Regions from separate parts of the Mus musculus genome. Here regions 1, 2, 4 and 5 are each linked to region 3. The links are chromatin contacts, called in public HiChIP or PLAC-seq and promoter capture Hi-C maps. All regions are on one chromosome and are shown on one strand. Each heading gives the region's core, a stretch centred on a gene start, on an enhancer-like site or on the middle of the called end of the contact. The rest is flanking DNA. Distances are from core to core; before and after follow the strand shown. Region 1 holds the start of Amdhd2 (amidohydrolase domain containing 2). Region 2 holds the start of Prss22 (protease, serine 22). Region 3 holds the start of Msrb1 (methionine sulfoxide reductase B1). Region 4 holds the start of Tedc2 (tubulin epsilon and delta complex 2). Region 5 holds the start of Baiap3 (BAI1-associated protein 3).

Region 1 (2,789 bases), core at 241-2,740, 570 kb after region 3:
CCTGGAGCTTAGGGTGTGGGACAGGGATTGCCAGAGTCTCGAGCAAGGCTCTCCTTGGCCCAGCCGCCTCTTCCACGTGACTATGTTGCCAGAGATCACAAGCTAGGGAAGGGGAGTGCTAGGGAACAAAGTCTGGTTTCACAGCAAACGAGCCCCCATGACCACAGGAAGAACTGCAGGCGGAAGTAGAGCAGGAGGTTGGAGGTATGGCTCTGCTAGTGGGAAGAGAAGTGGCTGCTGCTCTTGCTTGGCTGCCCGCCTCAGTTCTTGTAATGGGTGGGAACCTGGGGAGCAGAATGGAAAAAGCTGCTCTGGGCTCACTTACTCTCTCCTCCCACAGCCATGGGAGCCGCCTATGGCACAGCCAAGAGTGGCACTGGCATCGCAGCCATGTCAGTCATGAGGCCAGAGCTGATCATGAAGTCCATCATCCCAGTGGTTATGGCTGGGATCATCGCCATCTACGGCCTGGTGGTGGCAGTACTTATCGCTAACTCCCTGACTGATGGCATCACCCTCTACAGGTGAGTGCTGGGCCTTTCCTCCCAGGTGAAGTGCTTCATTGTCCTGTGGACAGGCAGATTGCTGACAACCTGTGTCTCTTCTCTCCCCAGGAGTTTTCTTCAACTGGGTGCTGGCCTGAGTGTGGGGCTGAGTGGCCTGGCTGCTGGCTTTGCCATTGGCATCGTCGGAGATGCTGGTGTTCGGGGCACTGCCCAGCAGCCTCGACTGTTCGTGGGCATGATCCTGATCCTCATCTTTGCGGAGGTGCTTGGCCTCTACGGTCTCATCGTGGCCCTAATCCTCTCCACAAAGTAGTCCTTTTCCACCATCAGTCACAGGATAGGATGTAAAGATCACCCCTCCTCATTCCAGAACGAACAGCCTGACACATGCACGGGCAGCTGCCCCTCAGTAGTTGGTCTTGTAAATGTGCAGTGTCCTAGTGCCCATTGTCTGTCGCCCCCGCCTTGCCCCTACTGCACCGTGCTGTGGACATACGGGCCCACTCATCTCCCACCCAGGCCCCTGACCAGTGACGAAGTCAGCCTCTGGTTACCCCACCCATCGCCCTAGAGTGCTCCTGTGTATAAGAATGAACTAGAGTTGTCATTTTTCTCTTCACTGGATGTTTATTTATAAAAGATTTGACCTATTCATGCGTCTGTGGAGCAGCTCCTGTCTCCCAACTATATAGTAATCATTAGTAGACTGTTGCCTTGTGGGGTTCCTGTTGCTGAGACTCCTTGGATGGAGCCACCCTTCCCCCTGCCCTGAACAGCCAGGGTGGAGGATAGAGTGCTACTGCTCCTCAGAGCTGGCTCCCAGCTGTGTCCAATAAAAGTTCTCGGATGTGACTGGCTTGTGTTCTGGCGCTTCTGTGGGCGGGCCTGGCAGGGTTTGTCATCATGTGGTCGCCACCACGTGAGCACCGCGGCCACGTGACAGCCCCTTCAGCTGAGAGTCACGTGATGCGACCTGGCCCCGCTTCCGATTACGGCTGCTCCGGGCTCTGCCGGCTTGCGCCCAAAGCTTGCTGGGTTCGGCGCGACTCACGATGCGTAGCGGGCAGTGCGCAGCGGGGGCCCCGGTGCTCCAGTTCACCAACTGCCGCATCCTGCGTGGCGGCACGCTCCTCAGGTCTGGGCTGCATGGTGCAGGCTTAGGCTGGGTATAGAGCTGATGATACGCCAGTGCGGGGTGCAGAGATGGGGATAGTGTAGGGCATAAGCCCTGAAAGGGGCAGGAATGTGGAGGGCGGGACTATCGTGGGTGTGTGGCCGGGACCAAGAAGAATAGTGGGTGCAGGGACAAGCTGGGTGCGAGATAGAACTAGGGTTTGGTTCCAGGGCCTGGTGGTGATCCAAGTGCCTACTACTCTGCCCTCAGGGAGGATCTGTGGGTGCGCGGGGGCCGAATCCTGGACCCAGAAAAGCTGTTTTTTGAGGAGAGGCGTGTGGCTGATGAGCAGCGGGACTGCGGAGGCCGCATCCTGGCGCCTGGCTTTATCGATGTGCAGATCAACGGTGCGGCCTGGCTCGGGCCAGGGAACCCAGGGCAGGAGCTCCGAGCACTGTGCTACCCCCCTTGTTTTCTGTGGCCACAGGTGGATTTGGTGTTGACTTCTCCAAGGCTACGGAGGACGTGGGTTCGGGGGTCGCCCTAGTGGCCCGGAGGCTCCTGTCCCACGGTGTCACCTCCTTCTGTCCCACCCTGGTCACCTCCCCACCAGAGGTTTATCACAAGGTGAGATGAGGCCGTTCTACCCCTGAGCAAAGGGGCCCTCAGGAAAGGACCACTTCCTTCACCCGAATCTGGGCTTCCTGGACTTGGGTCCGAGGGGGATCCGCCTCACTTTCAGTTGGGTTCTGCCTGGTCTCTGCAACTGCCAGTGCGGTTGTCCTCACGTTTCCTGCCCCGGTTCTCATCTGCCACGCCCTCCCAACGCCCTGTAGGCAGCCTCTGGGTCTCCTGAACTAAGGTCGCCTGGAATTCTGCCACAGCCATTGTCTCTTGTCTAGCTCTTCCTCCCTAACCTGCTTATGCTGTGTGACTCACATGAAAAAGCCTTTCAGAAAGAGCTGCTGTTGCTGTGGACTGGCTTCTGTCCTCACCCTTCCACCTTCTATCTTAGCAGGAGGTCTGTTGTCTTGTTCCAAATTTCATGTAAGGTTCTCCCACAGTTTTCCCGGTTTTTGTTTGTTTGTTTGTTTTTTCGAGACAGGGTTTCTCTGTATAGACCTTGCTGTCCTGGAACTCACTTTGTAGACCAGGCTGGCCTCAAACTC
Region 2 (2,700 bases), core at 186-2,685, 740 kb after region 3:
TAACCCTGGCCTGCCTGCCTCCTTCCCCATAGAACACACCTTAGTCTATTTGCAGTTCACAGTACCCAGGCAAGGTTATGTGAGTGTCACCTTGCCAGAGAGAGGGATACATGTGCTAACTGGGCCTAATACCACCTTAATCTCAAACAGTTGAGGTGGGCAACACAGGGACCTGCAGGGCCAGCTCTGGGCAACTTGGAGGCCCAGGTCAGGGAACTCCCAAGAGAGCTGCAGCTGGCCCAGAGGTGGGAAGAGATCAACCTCTCTTTCTTTCCCTGGGTTCAGTGTTACTGTAGCTGTTCCCACACTTATTCATGGTCTTTTCTTCAGAGTAAGTTTTGTGGGCTATCCCAAGGAGAGTCAGGCACCTCCGATCCTGCTGGGGGGGGCCACTAAGTTCCCACGTCAATCCAGTGAGCAGCCAGGCTACGATATCCCCGAACCAGCCCAGGTTTCTTGGGTGATGAGGGAGCTTGGGGACGGCACAAAGTGGGGTGCAGAGCCTCAGACTGCAGTACTATTTTCACTGAACCCATTTCCTCCACAGCCAGGTCTGATCCCAGGATCTAACCCTGGGGAGAGGAATACATTTGTTTGGGATGATGTCGCTGGTTCCTGCTTGACGTGAGGGTGTCATGAGTATAGGACACTTAGTCAGGACAATCCACACCAGCCTACAGCACCTAAGCTTCCCAAAGCCCAGCTCCCTGGTCCTTTGTGTGTGTGTGTGTGTAGGTCCCATGGTGTGAACGTGACCACAGGGTTAGTTCTTCCCAAGTGTGTGTGGGGCGCATAGGCTGTGGCTCTTGCTTTGGGCTTGGCCTGCTCCCTGGAGTTCAGGTGAGAAATGAGTCACCGGAGGGTCACCTACAGTGACAACTGAGAGGAAGTGCCAGGGACAGCTTGGCCAAATGGCCAAGAGGCCATTATGCCCGTCCCTTTGGGGCCTGAGTCACAGCTTTCGGGGAAGTGGGCTAACGGGATTCCAGGGCCCCAAGTGTCTGTCTTGAGTCATGGAAGCAACCAGGGCCCTGGACATGGGCCGTTAAGGAACAAGGTCCCCCTGGCAACCCCAGCCATTTCAGACTGAGTCACTTCCTACCCCAAACAGTCTGCAAACTACAGGGCTCTTTCTCTGTTTACCTGGGAGTCAGTGTTAAAACCATGCCCTAGGCAGTCAGCAAGTCTCTACTTTCCCCCCTCACCCCCCAACCCCCCATGCAGGGTGACCCCGGGCATACAACTGATCTGGAGACCCCCATCCAGTCTCCTGGTAGCATCCCTAGAACCCAGTAACTGGTTGCTTCCTTCTGGCAACCCCACCTCCTCCTTGACCCACAGTCTGGGTGGCCCAGTCTCAGGCACCTGGGGGACTGGTCCAACAGCATTCTTCCTCACAGGATAAAACCTGGGGCAACCTGTAGGGAACCCTACACACTACAGCCACCCGTCCTGCCAGTCTCAAGCAACACAGCCCTTAGGTCCTTTGAGCCGGCCAGCAGCCTTGCTGGGTCTCCACCCATACCAGCAATGATGATCTCCAGACCTCCCCCAGCACTGGGTGGGGACCAGTTCAGCATCTTAATCCTTCTGGTGCTGCTGACTTCCACAGGTGAGCCCCAAGGGCCTGCTGCTCCTCCTCCCCACATCCTCTCTTCCCTCCTCCTCCTTCCCACAGTCACCTCCTCTTCGCCAGCTCAGCTCAGCTCCTTCCCTTGAGTTCCGTCTCTCTTCTTTCCTCTGTTGCCTTTCATCATCGGCTCCCCATGCCTGTCTCCGTTCTCCTTCCTCTGGCATGTGGTCTGCCTCAGTTTCCCTAGCAGCTATGAGGATTGAATGCATGTGAGTGCTCTGGTCTCAGTGCCTGCTCAGGAGCGCCTCTCACCGCTTCCCTGTGCCCTCCATCTCCTGTTTCCTCTTCCTCCTCTATTTCCATCTTGGGTCTCCTTCTGTTCTGGAATAGGAAGGCAGCTGCCTGGGCTTTCATGGGAGCTGGGGGAGAAAACCTGGGTGACAGTGTGTGTGTGTGTGTGTGTGTGTGTGTCTGTGTGTGTGTGTGTGTGTGTGTGTGTGTGACAGGTGGTGGAGCAGCGAACAGTGCTGGAGGGCCCAGGCTGAGTCTGTTTGGGAAGGTGGGGGAGTCCCCAGGCATGGGGCACAGGGCTCCTCACCACTTTCTTTATTCTCTTGCTCTCAGCTCCCATCAGTGCTGCCACCATCCGAGGTGAGTGTGATCAGGTTGCCTGGCTGGGTGGGGGTGGGGCAGTGGTGTGGACAGTCTTTGTATCTGACTCTATAGGGTAGGTCAGTGTGGGGACCCCAGTCACAGGGGAGCATGAGATTGAAGAGGATGGGATGGATACAGGCAAGAGGAGTTGTGTGGGTGGGTGGGGCTTAGGAAGGTGATGAATCTAGAGAAGGGAGGACAGAAGGGTGAGGGACCAACAGAACCAAAAAAATAAAGGTTAAGGGGAGTGGGAGGGAAGGCCAGATAAAGGAGAGAAGAAGGCAAGGGCCAGTCCCTGATAACTAAAGGGGACAGGGACAGGGCAGGCAGGCACTCTCCCTGCAGCAGCAGGCTGTGCTGGACACATGCTGTGCTGGGCACAGGTTTGAGGCCTTGCAGGGGGGTTGACAGGCAAGTCAGAAGACAATTGTGTCTACTGAGATGACAGAAGATGCCATCCCTTGTGCCAGTGT
Region 3 (2,700 bases), core at 153-2,652:
AAGAGAAAACTCCCAGAAGTCGGATAGTGGCCTCCCTTTACCCTTAGACAAGCTCCACACAGTAGGGCTCCTAACTGCCAGTGTAACCACTTGGTCCTCTTTCTCAAGTGGGCATCTCTGCTAGTCAACAGTCTTGGATACCATGGATATCAGCTCCGGTCTTAGGAACAGACTGGCCCTAGAGGACAGTCTTCCAAGCCAAATAGGGAACCCCAGAAAACAGCAGCTGGGAAGAAAGGTTTCAACCTGTCCCCAAAAGATCACATGAGTGGAAGGGGTAAGGATGGTTGCAAAACTGAATTACATAACTGTTTGAAAGACTTAAAAATGGGAACCTGCAGGGTACTGAATCATCGGTCACCCACCACTTGAGGACAGACACCCTGGAGTCTGAACTGTTCTTTCAACCTGTATCAGGAACTGGAGAGGAAGCAAAACTGAGTGAGTGTCTAGCTTGCCAGGGTAGCCTGAGGGCAACTGGAGTGTTGTAGCCAAAAAGAATTCAAGGGAGGTCTCTTCCCAGCAACCCTGTATTACAACAACTGGCTTATAGAGGTGCCCATTGTCACAGCCCTGCCCTCTAGAGGACTGACATCTAACAAACAGATCCTGCCCCTGGAACGCCAGTGCCATAGTTTTTACCAAATTAGTCCAGATCAGCAGAACCCAGCAAGAAGGGAGCCAAGCAACGTCTCTCACAGTACTGGTCAAACTTCATTTATGCTGGCAAGAACCCATTGACAACCAACGCAGAGGACGGAGAGACATCTGGGACAGCACATTCCGGATTGAACAGCAAGTGCAGAGCTTGTCCGCTCATCCAAGCAAATCAGGGGTTGCAGGCGGGGGGGTGGGGTGGGCGAGGGGGTACATTGTCAGGGCAAATTCCAACACTGACCTTGGACCACATACCACCATCATTCCGCTCTAAAGTTCAGACCACTCTGACACCATCCGGTGGCATCACCCTTACGCATCTGGCCCAGAGAATCCCCCAGAGAGATCTACATTTGAAGTTCAAGGCCTGTCCCCCTCGAGAACAGAGTCTACCGGAATGTCCCTTCTCCTCTCAAGTCCTCCTGCTCCAGAATGCCCTGGCCACCCAGCTCCCCTCCTCCAAGTTCTTTTTTCCCAGGCTCGCTTCTCCTCGGCAACCACACTAGCCCAGTCCCGGTTCGGGAACTCCACAGCTCCCCAGGAGGCAATGTATGCTTTAATGCCACGGGGTGTACCTGGCTCGAAGTGATTCTGGAAAACCTCGCCTCCGAAGAAGCTGCAGAACGACATGGTCGCGACGGGACAGGCAAAAGCTCCCAGCCAGGTCCGGGTAAAACCCTAAGATCTGGACTCAAACCCGACCCAGTCCCAATAACCAATCACTTTCCGATTCGCCATAAGCCCCGCCCCTAGAGGGGACCAGTCACTCTTGGATTCCCCACGGCCGCCTCCTAGCAGCCCCGCCCTCAAGGAGTCTCTCCTCCCATAGGCCCTAAACCCCACCCATCCAGCCAAGTTTACCCAGAGATCACGTCCTTACTTCCGCCTCTAGAAGGCCCCGCCCAGGGAGCCGCTCCCAGGAAGCTTAGCTGTTAAGATGAAGGCCAAACCTATGCTAAGCTCCAGTACAGCGGCTAGGCTATAAACATTGGTACTAGCCAATGGTAGCTACTACTAATACCATTGTGCAACTGGCGTGGAGGCGCATCTACCCAGCTGTATCTATAGCCCTCTTATCTGGCGCTAAACCTTGCGCCCGCGTCTGGGATCACCCAACCTCCGACCCAGGCTTAAGATCTACATCAAGCCTCCCAGGGAATGTGGAAGAGAGACAGACACACAGAGACAGACAGAGAGAGTTGCCTCAGGACTTTATTGAACAAAAAGGACCGGACAGATAGCAAGAGTGCTACATCCCAGGTGTGCTCCATTCCAGACATCTTACATGTTTCCCAAGGTCTCCGGCTTCTCTTTCTCCAGATGTTTCTTTTGGGGACCCTGGTTAAGGTGAGGAGACAAGATGAGAGTTAGTCAGGAGAGTCAGTCAAGAAATACTACCTACGGCCAGTGCCAGGGCCACCTAGGGCCTGCTCTACTGGTTTGCTAAAAAGGCCCCTTCTTCTAGTTCCTCTCTGGAACAAGTGGGACTAGCTCACCATGAAGGCCCTCTTCTCCTGCGCTGTCTGAAAACATCCGTGGCCAAACTTAGAAGTGGTGTCAATGAACTTGAGCTCAATATTCTCCAGGGCCCTGCGGCTGTGGTGCACCAGAAGGGACTGGGTATCCAAGAGAGAAGAGATGTCAAGGACAGAGGGCCCCGACTCCTCCTGTGACCTCCAGTTCACACCAAGGAGGACTCAGTCAATCCCTCGCTCTTGCCAGACCCCCTTCCTTTACTCTCCCACCACACAACCCACCACAGAGCACGCTAAAGGACAGAACAGGCCACTGGAGTCCACTCCCCAGCTTGCCAAGCAGCACTGACCTTTCTCAGAGTGATCACTCGCTTCTTGGTACCTGCAATGCAGCCCTTTAACATGATGAAGTCATTGTTCACTTCCCCATAGTGGGGGAAGCCACCCTACAGGGAGACAGACCACACCAAGCCAGGAACAGGGCAGCCAAGTTAGGAGGCTGTAGTGGGAGGGAGCCCTATGCGCAGACCCCAGGGTGCAGGGACAATACCTTCCCACTGGGTCACTC
Region 4 (2,700 bases), core at 118-2,617, 520 kb after region 3:
CCCAGTGTAAGTAGGGGTGCCCATCTTCTATCCCAAATATGACAGTGGAACTGCCTAGATCTCAGCCCCTTTCCCACTTGACACTGGGCTAACTTTCTTGCTCTTTTTGTACAGAAACAACCAGGGTTACCTTACTTCTTGGGCTCTAGAACTAATAATTTATATCACCAGTACTGCTGAGCACTGTTCCCTGTCCTCATTTCTTTCAGCAGCCAAGCACATTTTTCACCGTAGAAACAAATGGAAAAGCTGTGTCTAGTGGCAGGCTTCTAAGAGGTGGGAGAAGGAGGCTGCAGAGGCAGCTCATTGGTTTGTAGCATTTGCTGCTTGACCAGAGGACCTGAATTCAGATCCACAAACCCACTCAACCATCTATAACTCCAATTTCAGAAGATCCAGTTCCCTCTTCAGGCCTCCTTGGGCACTAGGCATGCAAGTTGTACGTTGACATACAAGTTTTTTAATTAGGAAATAATTGGGCCGGGCAGTGGTGGCACACACCTTTAATCCCAGCACTTGGGAGGCAGAGGCAGGTGGATCTCAGAGTTGGAGGCTAACCTGGTCTACAAAGTGAGTTCCAGGACATCCAGGGCTACACAGAGAAACCCTGTCTCGAAAAACCAAAAAAGATAAAAGTAAAAAATAATTGAAATGGAGACAGGAAGGTCATGAGTTCAAGGTCATCAGATACATAGTGAATTGAAGGCCAGCTGAGACTACATGAGATTGCACAAACTGACTTGATGGAGAACATAATGTACTGATAATCTATGCCAAACAAGTCAATATTAACCATGTATTGACAAGCTGGCCTAGCTTGGTAGATCTTTGAGGGCAAAGACCATTGCTCTGACCCTTAGCTGCTGTGTTTGCATGTGTCCTATCTACGGCCTCCTGGCCATTCTCTGGGCTTCAGCCTCCCCTCCGCCTATCTATCTACTATCTGACACTCCTCTGTCTCTTGCACAACCTTCCATGACGTAGAGCAGCTTAGCAGACCTATTCTAAGTGCCACATGCTCCAGATTCCCTGGGCTTCATTGTTCACGTCTGGCGCCTGACATTCCTAAGATGTTCCTTGACCCAGTTCTAGCATTGTCTTCTGGCCATATGCTTGATTGCTAAGTCATCCTGGAGTCAGCAAGACCGCTTATCTCTGCTTTCAAAGTAGGTTCGGCAAAACCTGGTTAAGACAAAAAACCAAACTTTAGAGGGTCACGGATGCCCTGTCAGAAGAGCATTATCTGATTAGCCAAATCAGAAGCTATCTTATCTACAGTGGCACTGTCCAGGTTCCAACAGAGCCTTTGCGTCCTCCCGTGGGAGGGGTTAGGGCGGAGTCTGGGATGATGGGTGGAGCTTGAGATGGATTCGCGTTTTGGAGCTGGACTTGCAAGCTGTGCTCAAGATTGGGTAGCCTACCCGGAAGTGGGCGGCCTTCTGCCCGGAAGGCGCGGGACTCCTTGGCGGCGGCAAAAATGCTTGGTGTTAAAGGAAACTACCTACTACCCGCAGACTGCGCTCACCGGTGGGTCTCGTGCAACGGAAGGGAATTGGGCGGACGGGAGCGAGGTTCGGAGGCTCACATAGTACCTGTCCTCAGGCTGGTAGCGGAGCTGCAGGGCGCCTTGGACTCCTGCGCCGATCGGCAGCGGCAGTTGGAGCGGAGCCTGCGCGTTTCCAGGAGGCTGCTGCAGGTCTGGTACGCGGACCCAGGACCTCCTGGCCAGTCCCTCCTCGGACCATCAGGATTATGCAGAGTCCCAGGGCCTAGAAGGCCAAATACAAATGCATGCTTTTAGACTCCGGTTGCCATTGCTATCCTTACCCCTTATCCAGGGTCTGAGGCTGGGAATCTGCTTAGGGATAGAATGTTTGGACCATACCATGGCTGCCCTGTCTTTGCAGGGAACCAGCCAGGACCCCATCTCCAGTTCCAGAAACCAAAGAAGAGGACCCAAGTCCAGGTAAACGTTAGCTGCTTTTTATGGGTGCTGTCCCTGGCCTTTCTCTGGCTTGCTGTCATGGGGGAATCCATCCTGGGACAGTGAGGAGGAATTCTTGCATGGTTCTTGACGTTCATAGCATGTGCACCGAGTTCTCAAGATCTCGAGGAGCTGGAACTTTTGACCCAGGCTCTGGAGAAGGCTGTACGTGTGAGGAAAGGCGTGTCCAATGCTGGACAAAGAGACAGAACCCCCACTCTGACATCTAAGGCAGCCACTTCTGGTGCCGCTGCCGCCTCCCATCCTCGGGCTCCCAGCCGGGGTGGCAGCCGTGTATTGGGTACAAGATCCACCAAGGGTATACAGCGGGCCACAGCCCCTCCCAAGGATTACCCTGAGCACAGACTACGATCAAAGGGTGATAAGACCCATGTAAGAACACAAGACCAAACTACTGGGTATGGACCAGACCTCAGGGACCAACAAATGACCCCGTCATCTGCTCATCACACCACAGAACTCTTCGCATTAAAGGAGAAGGGGTAAGCTTCCCAGACGCTCGTATCCTGACAGGGCATTGAGCTGGTTGAGGAAGCCCCTGGTGCCGACCCGTAAGGGTCATGCACTGAAGCAAACAGGGCAGAACAGGGTTGGGATGGTATCAGGTTTGTCGTTCTGGAGCCTAACCAGCCCATGAGCTCTCTGGACTGGGCGAGCACCCACCCTCCTCCAGAAGCCGTTTTCAAAAAGCTTGT
Region 5 (2,700 bases), core at 198-2,697, 520 kb before region 3:
CTCCCCTGCCACTGCCACTGCCCTGTGTGTGTGTGTTCCAACAGGTTGGCAAAACATGACACAAGAGTATACTATGGGTGCATCAACTCCAGACTCTGGGAGAGGAGTTGGCTATCCCACTCCAACCCCTATCCCCTATAGCAGGACAGTGTGGGGCATAGAGTCCAGGACCTTCCCTTGCTCATCTGATATCCTGGTCCTGACAGTGGGTTTGACTTTTATCACTTTTGCCTGGCCGGACTGTGCCAAGCCAGAGGTTGACTGAGAACGGAGCATTCTGCAGGACAATATTCTGTTCTGGTGCCTGTCTTCAGTGATGGATGGAGGGACTGACAGAGATGTGAATTGGGATACAGACAGGTGACCTCACCTGTATGTCCCCTGGAATGAAGGACTATGGCCTGACTGTTGTCCCTCAGATGTTTCCTCTCCAAATCCCAGTAATGAGGAACAAAGGCCCCCCGCCCAGCACTCTGGAAAGTCTGTCGCCTCAGCAGAGATGTCATTTGCTACAGTCTGAAGTGGAGAATTTTCAGGCCTGCTTTCCTGACCCTCACACTGGTTGGAGTCCTTCCCATAAGAATGAGACCTTTAAACCGGTCAGTAGTGGGAAACTCTTGAGTTCAAGGCCAGCCTGGTCTACAGAGTGAATTTCAGGACAGCCAGGGCTACACAGAGAAACGAAAAATCAAACCAAACCAAACAAACAAAAGAATGAGACTTTTGGTATAAACTCCAAAGTGGAACTACTTAGAAGCAACATGGCCACCAGTGGTTTCCCACCGAAGTTTGTGTCAGTCTTCAGGGGCCTACTGAGCCCTGGAACAGCCAAGAACAACTCCCAGTGGGTGCTGAGAACCCACACAAAGAACCCTGTCAGGTATTTCCTCTGCCCCAGCTTCAGAGCTCGCACTTTTAGGAACTGGACAGGCAACTCATTTAACAAGTCTCCAGGTGACCTCAAGTGGTGGAGGGGGCCTTAGGAGAAGTGGGCTGGGAACAGCAGGATGTGGCTTAATGTGTGTCTTCTGCACACATTCACAGATAGCAGTGACATCACGAGATGTCCCAGGTTAATACCAGAGCTGACTTCCCTGGAAGAGAGCAGCTCCGGGTAGTACTGAGCAGCAGAGCTTTTGTGAGAGGGTTGACTTTGGATATGGCTGTACAGCACTTCAAGAAACACCAGGCACTTCGTGTTTCCTTTGGGCGACTGTTTCTTTTGGGCGACTGTAGCTTCCCTGCGGCCCTGGGAAGGAGACCCCGTGACAGCCTCCTCCCTCGGGGCAGGAGAAGGGGGGTGGGGGGACAGCTAACACAACCTGTCCCTGCACCCACCTGTAGGTTACTGAGCCCTGTGCCCAGAGCAGGGTCTCTCTGGCCACTACCGTGCTGGTAGAGACCCCCTGCCGACCCCAAACGCGCAGGGTAGGGGTGGGCAGGGCTGGAACCTCTGACCAGCAAACCAGGCCAGGCCCCGCCTCCGCCCGCCCGCGCCCCCCGCCCGCGGCGCCCGCTCTGCAGTGCTCAGTCTCCAGCGCGCGCGGCTGCTAGCGGTCGCTGTGCCTCGGTGTCCCCAGCTAGTGCGACAGCAACGCCAGCGCCAGCAGGGACCCCCCCGACCCTGTGGCCCCCGAAGCCCTGTCCACGGTGAGTGCTGTAACTCCTGCCCAATGTCGTCAGACTGCCGTCGAGGCTTAACCTGCTTTTTATCACAGACAGACAGACGGACGGACGGACGGACGCGACCGCCCCCTCGGGCTTAGCCCCACCCCCACCCCTGGCTTCTGCACTACGCTCCGGGTGGAGCACGGGAATTGCTGGCGTCAGAGGCAATGGGAAACTGAGGTCCTGGGGAAACTGAGGCCGCGCGTGCTCAGAGAGAGGGGCGGGGTCGCACGGCCGGCGTCCTAGGCTCTGAGCTAAGTAAAGGGCTACTGGAGGTCCACACTGCAGAATTCCCCGGGAGGGTTGAAGGGTGAGACCTCCAGAGCCAGAGAGTGCACACCTTCAACCTCGGTTCCCACGGCCGCCGCTGCTGAGCCACCTGACTGTAACCCTTTTTCCCAATAGAGGCCCCTGACTGAAGCGGAGCTGGGGACCTCGGAGACGCCCTACGGGGCTTCTCTGAACAGGTTGAATCCCCTCAAGGCCCCAGCGCCCGTGTCCCTACCACTTTCCGACTCCCCTCATGAGACCTTTGCCCTCAGTAACCCAAAATCCCTGCCAGGGTAAGCCTTTTTCCTCCCTAGTTACCCAGGAATTCGGGTCCCACCATTTGCCTGGGGTCTGACTGTGTGTGTGTGTGTGTGTGTGTGTGTGTGTGTGTGTGTGTGTGTGTGAGAGAGAGAGAGAGAGAGAGAGGCACAGAGGTAGAGACAGAGACAGAGACAGAGAGACAGAATCAGAGAGAGACAGAAATAGAAACAGAAAGAAAGCAAGACCAAGACCAAACTCCCTTCAGACCTCCTGCCTTCAAGGAGAAGAAGGTAACCTCAATAGAACAGGGGAGGGTAACCACAGCCTCCCCCGCCCCTATCATCAAAAACAGCCGATCAGGAGCAACTAACTCAACAGAGACAGGTAAGTAGCAGGTAAGACTCCAGGGTAGAGTGAACCAGTCTCCATCTGTAGGCCTGGAGAGCATCCATCCACAGAGAGCACAGTGCAGATCTCCCCCTACACACCCCTACACTCCCT

Evidence for each region. Promoter capture Hi-C pulls out the DNA fragments that hold promoters and counts their contacts. HiChIP or PLAC-seq counts read pairs in DNA pulled down with a chosen protein or histone mark.
Region 1: a contact with region 3 is called in a promoter capture Hi-C map of pre-B cells. The contact joins the promoter of Amdhd2 here to the promoter of Msrb1 in region 3. A contact is called at or near these places in 3 of 39 promoter capture datasets (liver, neural stem cells and pre-B cells), 3 of 484 Hi-C or Micro-C datasets (CD4 T cells, embryonic stem cells and regulatory T cells), 4 of 115 datasets of contacts at active chromatin or transcription factors (bone marrow-derived macrophages, double positive thymocytes, microglia and 1 more) and 2 of 9 other capture datasets (adipose tissue and liver).
Region 2: a contact with region 3 is called in an HNF4G HiChIP or PLAC-seq map of pancreatic cancer cells. The contact joins the promoter of Prss22 here to the promoter of Msrb1 in region 3. A contact is called at or near these places in 1 of 39 promoter capture datasets (hippocampal neurons) and 1 of 115 datasets of contacts at active chromatin or transcription factors (pancreatic cancer cells).
Region 4: a contact with region 3 is called in a promoter capture Hi-C map of liver, with 2.3 times the contacts expected there. The contact joins the promoter of Tedc2 here to the promoter of Msrb1 in region 3. A contact is called at or near these places in 2 of 39 promoter capture datasets (both in liver), 2 of 484 Hi-C or Micro-C datasets (both in liver) and 1 of 9 other capture datasets (liver).
Region 5: a contact with region 3 is called in a promoter capture Hi-C map of stem cell-derived epiblast-like cells, with 2.6 times the contacts expected there. The contact joins the promoter of Baiap3 here to the promoter of Msrb1 in region 3. A contact is called at or near these places in 2 of 39 promoter capture datasets (cranial neural crest and stem cell-derived epiblast-like cells), 2 of 484 Hi-C or Micro-C datasets (the C2C12 cell line and nephron progenitors) and 4 of 115 datasets of contacts at active chromatin or transcription factors (astrocytes, embryonic limb bud, neural tube and 1 more).

Annotation. Positions count from the first base shown.
Region 1 is chr17:24,162,434-24,165,222 of GRCm38.p6, reverse strand. Amdhd2 (amidohydrolase domain containing 2) reads left to right here and starts at 1,490. Exons shown (of 11, transcript NM_172935.4): 1 at 1,490-1,641; 2 at 1,891-2,027; 3 at 2,108-2,247. The coding sequence starts at 1,559. Atp6v0c (ATPase, H+ transporting, lysosomal V0 subunit C) reads left to right here. Exons shown (of 3, transcript NM_009729.4): 2 at 341-524; 3 at 615-1,358. The coding sequence ends at 819.
Region 2 is chr17:23,996,835-23,999,534 of GRCm38.p6, reverse strand. It overlaps Prss22 (protease, serine 22), which reads left to right and starts at 1,435. Exons shown (of 6, transcript NM_133731.2): 1 at 1,435-1,612; 2 at 2,198-2,224; 3 at 2,698-2,700. The coding sequence starts at 1,531.
Region 3 is chr17:24,735,295-24,737,994 of GRCm38.p6, reverse strand. Msrb1 (methionine sulfoxide reductase B1) reads right to left here and starts at 1,402. Exons shown (of 5, transcript NM_013759.3): 1 at 1,233-1,402. The coding sequence starts at 1,287. Rpl3l (ribosomal protein L3-like) reads right to left here. Exons shown (of 10, transcript NM_001163945.2): 8 at 2,483-2,578; 9 at 2,154-2,273; 10 at 1,852-1,995. The coding sequence ends at 1,939.
Region 4 is chr17:24,219,518-24,222,217 of GRCm38.p6, reverse strand. It overlaps Tedc2 (tubulin epsilon and delta complex 2), which reads left to right and starts at 1,367. Exons shown (of 10, transcript NM_028056.2): 1 at 1,367-1,527; 2 at 1,603-1,701; 3 at 1,908-1,966; 4 at 2,085-2,487. The coding sequence starts at 1,478.
Region 5 is chr17:25,255,111-25,257,810 of GRCm38.p6, reverse strand. Baiap3 (BAI1-associated protein 3) reads left to right here and starts at 1,447. Exons shown (of 34, transcript NM_001163270.1): 1 at 1,447-1,650.